Regions from separate parts of the Mus musculus genome. Here region 1 is linked to region 2. The links are chromatin contacts, called in public promoter capture Hi-C maps. All regions are on one chromosome and are shown on one strand. Each heading gives the region's core, a stretch centred on a gene start, on an enhancer-like site or on the middle of the called end of the contact. The rest is flanking DNA. Distances are from core to core; before and after follow the strand shown. Region 1 holds the start of Serpina1f (serine (or cysteine) peptidase inhibitor, clade A, member 1F). Region 2 holds the start of Ddx24 (DEAD box helicase 24).

What was found. Promoter capture Hi-C pulls out the DNA fragments that hold promoters and counts their contacts.
Region 1: a promoter capture Hi-C map of hippocampal neurons shows a contact between it and region 2, with 4 times the contacts expected there. The contact joins the promoter of Serpina1f here to the promoter of Ddx24 in region 2. A contact is called at or near these places in 3 of 39 promoter capture datasets (embryonic stem cells, epiblast stem cells and hippocampal neurons), 5 of 484 Hi-C or Micro-C datasets (the MC3T3-E1 cell line, cerebral cortex, myocytes and 2 more) and 1 of 9 other capture datasets (pancreatic islet).

The regions. Positions count from the first base shown.
Region 1 is chr12:103,694,106-103,696,805 of GRCm38.p6, forward strand. Serpina1f (serine (or cysteine) peptidase inhibitor, clade A, member 1F) reads right to left here and starts at 1,424. Exons shown (of 6, transcript NM_026687.2): 1 at 1,285-1,424; 2 at 492-584.
Region 2 is chr12:103,424,506-103,427,205 of GRCm38.p6, forward strand. It overlaps Ddx24 (DEAD box helicase 24), which reads right to left and starts at 1,342. Exons shown (of 9, transcript NM_020494.4): 1 at 1,274-1,342; 2 at 1-92. The coding sequence starts at 87.

The DNA.
Region 1 (2,700 bases), core at 174-2,673, 270 kb after region 2:
CCACAGTTTCCTATTCCTGTGCTGTGTGCCCAACCTGGGCCCGGCACTTTCTATAGCTTCATTATTGAAAGACCCAGTGATACCTCTCAGGGCAGGTCATGTCTTCCTGGTCTGTGTTTCCCTGATATATATAAAAGTACTTTGCCTTCCTGTCTCAGTCCCAGCTGTGGAGCTACACAGTTTTCCACTTATTATGATGAGAACATAATAAGGCGGAAAGGTTAAAGAATATGCTCAAGGTCCATGAGCAGGAATTTTGGCAGAGCCAGGTCCCATACATAGCAGGCTGCCTGGGTCCTACTCCACTCCCATCAACAATAATCCAATGCAAGAGAAACTGCCCCATTTAACAAAAAGCCGTGTCACCAGAACCCATGTGACCTGTAATAAAGATCAATTTTCCCTGTAATAAAGATCAATTTTTGAGCTTCATTTTACAAGCAGAAACATAATGGGATTAGTTACATAAATATAGATATGGTTACTGGTACCTGGAAATGATCTTGGGGGAAGTTTGTAGGTTTGCCAAGCTTCAGCCTCTAGGACCAGCCGGAGTACTGTGAGGTCAGAATCAGAGCAGGAGCCTAAATGACAAAGAGGGTGGAGGAGTTGGAAGGGCGACAGCTCAGTGAAGAATTAATGAGCATATCTTCCCTTGTAGATCAGAAGTTCTTCCCAGGTGATCAAGGGCAGATGACCCTGGGGCAGGCAGGCCTAGGGTCCTGGGCTGTCCATAGAAAGTCTTGGGAAACACACCTTTAAGGGTAGCAGCTTTTTTTTTTTTACAAAAAAAAAAAGAAGAAGAAGCAGCCCATTTTTCTCCTTTAAGAGAGTTGTGTGTGGAGCTGTGTAGGTCCTTGAATTCACAAGCAGAGGTTGAGGTCTATGACTTTGGGTAGAGGGGCATGGGACTGGGTATGGAAGGATGTCCAAGATGAACATATATGGGGTGTGGGAATGAGAGAGATGGATAGGACTACCGGAGGTGTCTCCTTAGTCCCCTCCACCCCAGTTAAAGGTGTACACACAAAGGTAAGAGACCCAGAGCCAGCCCAGGACCTCCTCAAGGAGGGAAAACAACCAGGCATCCCGACCCAGTGTTCAGTAGTGGGTATTCTGTGTGCTCAGATGATCCCAGAACAAGGTCTTTGTTCTCCTCTGGGTTTGCCCTCAGGAGTTGAATCTCTGCCTCTCCTTCTTCTGTGTGGAGGATGTATGGAGACAGGTAGTAAGGTTGGCAGTGCCCAGCCCATGGGCTCAGAAGGAGGCTGGTGAAGGACTTACTGAGTAGCGTCCGTGGAGGCAGTGAGAAGCTTGTGGGCTGATCATGCAGCAGTGACTTCCCCTGTAGCTGTCACCCTGGGGACTTATAGGCATAGCAGAGCGTGGGGCACGCTCCGTCCCTGTGTGTGATGATGACATTTCACGCTGGAGGAGAGCTTTGGGCAGCTTGTAATCCTGACTAGAAGATGGTGTGCCGTGTGTTGCTGTGACCTAAGCACCTGGTTATCTTTCTCTGAACTGACTTAGTGAAGCAGAACTGTCCAGTGCCAACCTTTTTGAAGGGAGACGGAGGGAGCCCTGTGGCTATTGCAGCCTACCTCTGGGAGTTGCTGAAAGGAGGTCATGAGTTCATACATATGCCAAGCCTTGGTATTTTCAGTAATCATTACCTGCCTGATATCAGTCCCACTCCCAACCTGGGAAGTCTTGTGCACGCGTGTACTAGAACCTGTGCTGCATTGCATTCAAGCCTGGTTGTCTAGGACAGACTGGGATAATAGCCGGAGCTTCAGACGAGGTCTAGAGGTCTTCGGTGTAGCAGAGGGAAAAGTGTTGGTGTCCACTCCAAGGAGAATTGGCTTTGCCTTCAGGACAGAGAGGATAAAATCCCTTCATCCTCGTGTGTACATATGATCCCTGTAACCCACATAATACCCTTCCAGATGCACACGTTAAAATACACACACAGGGCCACAGACCCAGTCCCAGACCCAGATGTAAAGCATACATGCAAGCAGCACTTCCTGCCTCTCTAACCTTTACCATACTGTGTCTGGCAGGCCTGCGAGGGTCTTGAGGCTGCAGAGGCCGTCACCTGGTAAACCGCATACTCCACACTCACTCCGTGAAGACACAGTTCTCGGCCTTTTAAAACAAATGGACAATATTCCTTTGGATGCTTGCTTAGGGGTTTATTTCAACTTGTGTGCACCATGCTGTCCTGAGCAGGAGTGTGAACATACCTCTCATTCCTTCTGCGATAAAGGAGAGACCACATTGCTGGAGCATGGGGTGTGTTGGTTGGTTCTGACGGTCAGCTTGATTGGGCTTTGAAAGCCCTAGGGAATTGGCGGGGCTCAGACAGCTAGTGGTGTGTCTGAGGGTTTTTCTAGAGCTGATTACATCATGAGGGCTTTGACTTCATCTTTGGCCTGATCTGTGGATGGAGTCATATGACACCATTTTGGGGGAAGTGAGGAACTTCCTAGTTGGAGAAGGTCAGTCACTGGGTCCATAGCAATAATTATAAAATGCCTTAGTCCCAATGAACTCTGTTTATTATTGTGTCTCCTTTAGACTAAAAAGCAAAACAATCTCATAGTTTAAGTTGGTATGGATTTTTGTGTGCTGATGTTAGAAATTCAAAGTTACATTTTTTTTATAACATCCTGTGTGTGTGTGATTCAAACCTGGCTT
Region 2 (2,700 bases), core at 92-2,591:
CCATTTCCCCACAATCTTGATGCCCTTCCTCTGGAACGTGCCACGGCTTGCCAACTTTGGCTTTGAGTTTGTCTCCTTCACCTTCATGGTTGCTGAAAAGAAATGTTCTTCTGGGTTAGTGACTGTGGGGTACAGGCTCTAGGGCAACACACGCTTTCCTAAAACGTACTAGACCCTGCAAACAGCCAAGGACACAGAGATGGCTTAACTTACATAGAGGAGATGCTCAAATCCAGAAAATGAAACACACCCACAGAATAGGTAGTTTGGCTTGGAGCAGAGGGGACACAGGCAGTAAAGGACACATGAGCTATCTCTGGTTAGGATCCTAGCTCCAACACTTACTTTGTATGCAACCCCCACCCACCCACCTCCTCTCAGAATTTAGTGTTACAATCTTTCTAAATGAGAAGGGTGTGATAATATCTAATAATAACTAATTTTACACTGTACACAAAATAAGTATCAAAAGAGGCTTGATAAGCCATTTTGAACACGGAGTAAGAATCTGAGATACGGCGTGCTTTTTTCCCTGGTAGAACAAGACAAGTGCCATTTCCATCATCTTGGCCTTGGCCAGATAGGTTGAAACACGTCAAGTCCTAGGTTCCACCCCCCCTAGCACTGCGTAAAACCGTACATAGCCGGTATCCTGCCCTCAGGAATGGAGATGGAAGATCAGGAGCTCAAAGCCAGCCTTGGCTACACAAGACCCTGTCTTTAAAGTCTGAGTATGCACGACTCATCTGTGTGGAAGTGGCGCTACATGGGTCCTCTCTAAATGAAAAGGGACATTGTGGAGAGAGTAAGGCAAAACTCGATTCAAATCTGGATCCTGCTCGGTGTTTGCTGCACATCTCTGTGCCTCAGTCTCCTTATCTACAAATTGAGGATAATGAGATATTTATCGCACTGGGTCCTCATCTGAATACGAAATAGTGACGCACGTCAAAAACCGCTTAACATGGCGTCTGTGAGGATGGCATGGGACGCACGGCGACCCCCCGACCCCCGCCGCACCTCGGCCCCACCTTGACAAGGTGAAGGGAACGTCACTAGAAATAGGGCGCGGGGGAGTGACCTGTGCCTTCTGCCAGAGTCCCACGAGGGCTTCAAGGGAGGTTGCCGGGCCTTGATGCCCACAGCAAAGCATGAGCCACCGGCAACCAAGGTTGTGGGGACACCGGTGAGCCACGATGCTTCGAAGACACCGGGGAGCCCCTCCGCAGCCGGCCAGGGCCTGCTCCGCTCCGAACCCACAAAGAGCACTCACCGCCGCAGTCACCTCACACGCCGGGCCGTTTGCGCCAACCCGACCCGGAACTGCAGCAGCTTCAGTACTGCAGTTCCGGGGCGGAGCTCCGGGCACGCGTGCGCGCTAAGGAAGGAAGTTCCGCCTCTGTGCGGAAGCGTCTATCTGATTGGCACTCTCTCAGGACTTTGGCTGGAACTCGGAGGACTGAGCTGGGGGGCGGGCCCTGTGTGGCCTAGGTTACGCTTCCTGTTTATGGTTTAGGCAATGTTTCGGAGCTCCTTCCTGGACGCTAGGGAGCGCAAGCGCCCGGGTAATCGCTGTCTGGTTTGTGTGCAGTAGCTGTCCCACATGCATGAGTAACTGACTACCTGGAGCCTTAAAACATTTCCTTACCTAATTTATAAACCACCTAACCCTGGGTTGAAAGAGCCATGTTCTCCAGTTCGTAGTGCCTTTCCTACTGCACAGAGCTGGTCACGATACATTTGCCTGTTTAGTTTGATTGTTTTTTGATGTTTGTGCTGGAGATTTAAACTAGTCTTAGAGGCTGTATAGATGGCTCAGAGGTTAAGAGCACTGACTGCTCTTCCAGAGGTCCTGAGTTCAATTCCCAGCAACCACATGGTGGCTCACAACCATCTATAATAGGATCCAATGTATTCTTCTAGTGTGTCTGAAGACAGCTGCAATGTACTCATATAAATTAAAAAAATAAATAAACTAGTCTTCCATGCATATGGAAGCACGCTTCCCACTGAGCCATCTCCGAAGACCTGAAAATGTATTCTTTTATATCTTAACTTAGATCAGTTTTTTTTTTTCCGTGTCAGCATTATGAGATACACACCTAACACTGAATTAGATAACAGAGTGTTGTCATTGGCAAGGGACTTTCACCAAGACGCCAAAAGGATAGACAAGAGCAAAAAGAGATGCATGAAATTTTTATGAAAACAAAAATGCTTCCGCACACCACCCTGAATAGAGAGGGGAAAAAAGGCGGGCTGGAGAGTTGGCTCAGTGGTTACAAGCACAGACTGCTCTTCCGAGGGATCTGTGTTCAGTTCCCAGCACCCATATAGCAACTCACAACCATCCATAATTCCTGACCAGAGGATCTGATGCCCCCTTCTGGCCTCAGTGGGTGCTGCAAACACGTGGTGCACAGACATACACCTAAAAACGTAAAAGAGATATCTTGTTAAAAAGAATAAAGGAGGGGCTGGTGAGATGGCTCAGCAGGTAGCGCACTGACTGCTCATCCTAAGGTCCTGAGTTCAAATTCAAGCAGCCACATGGTGGCCCACAAACACTGGTAATGAGATCTGACGCCTGCTTCTGGCATGTCTGAAGACAGCCACAGTGTACTTATTTATAATAATAAACCTTTGGGAGGGAGCAAGCAAAGCAAGGGGAGTTGACCAGAGCAAGCAGGAGTCCTAAAA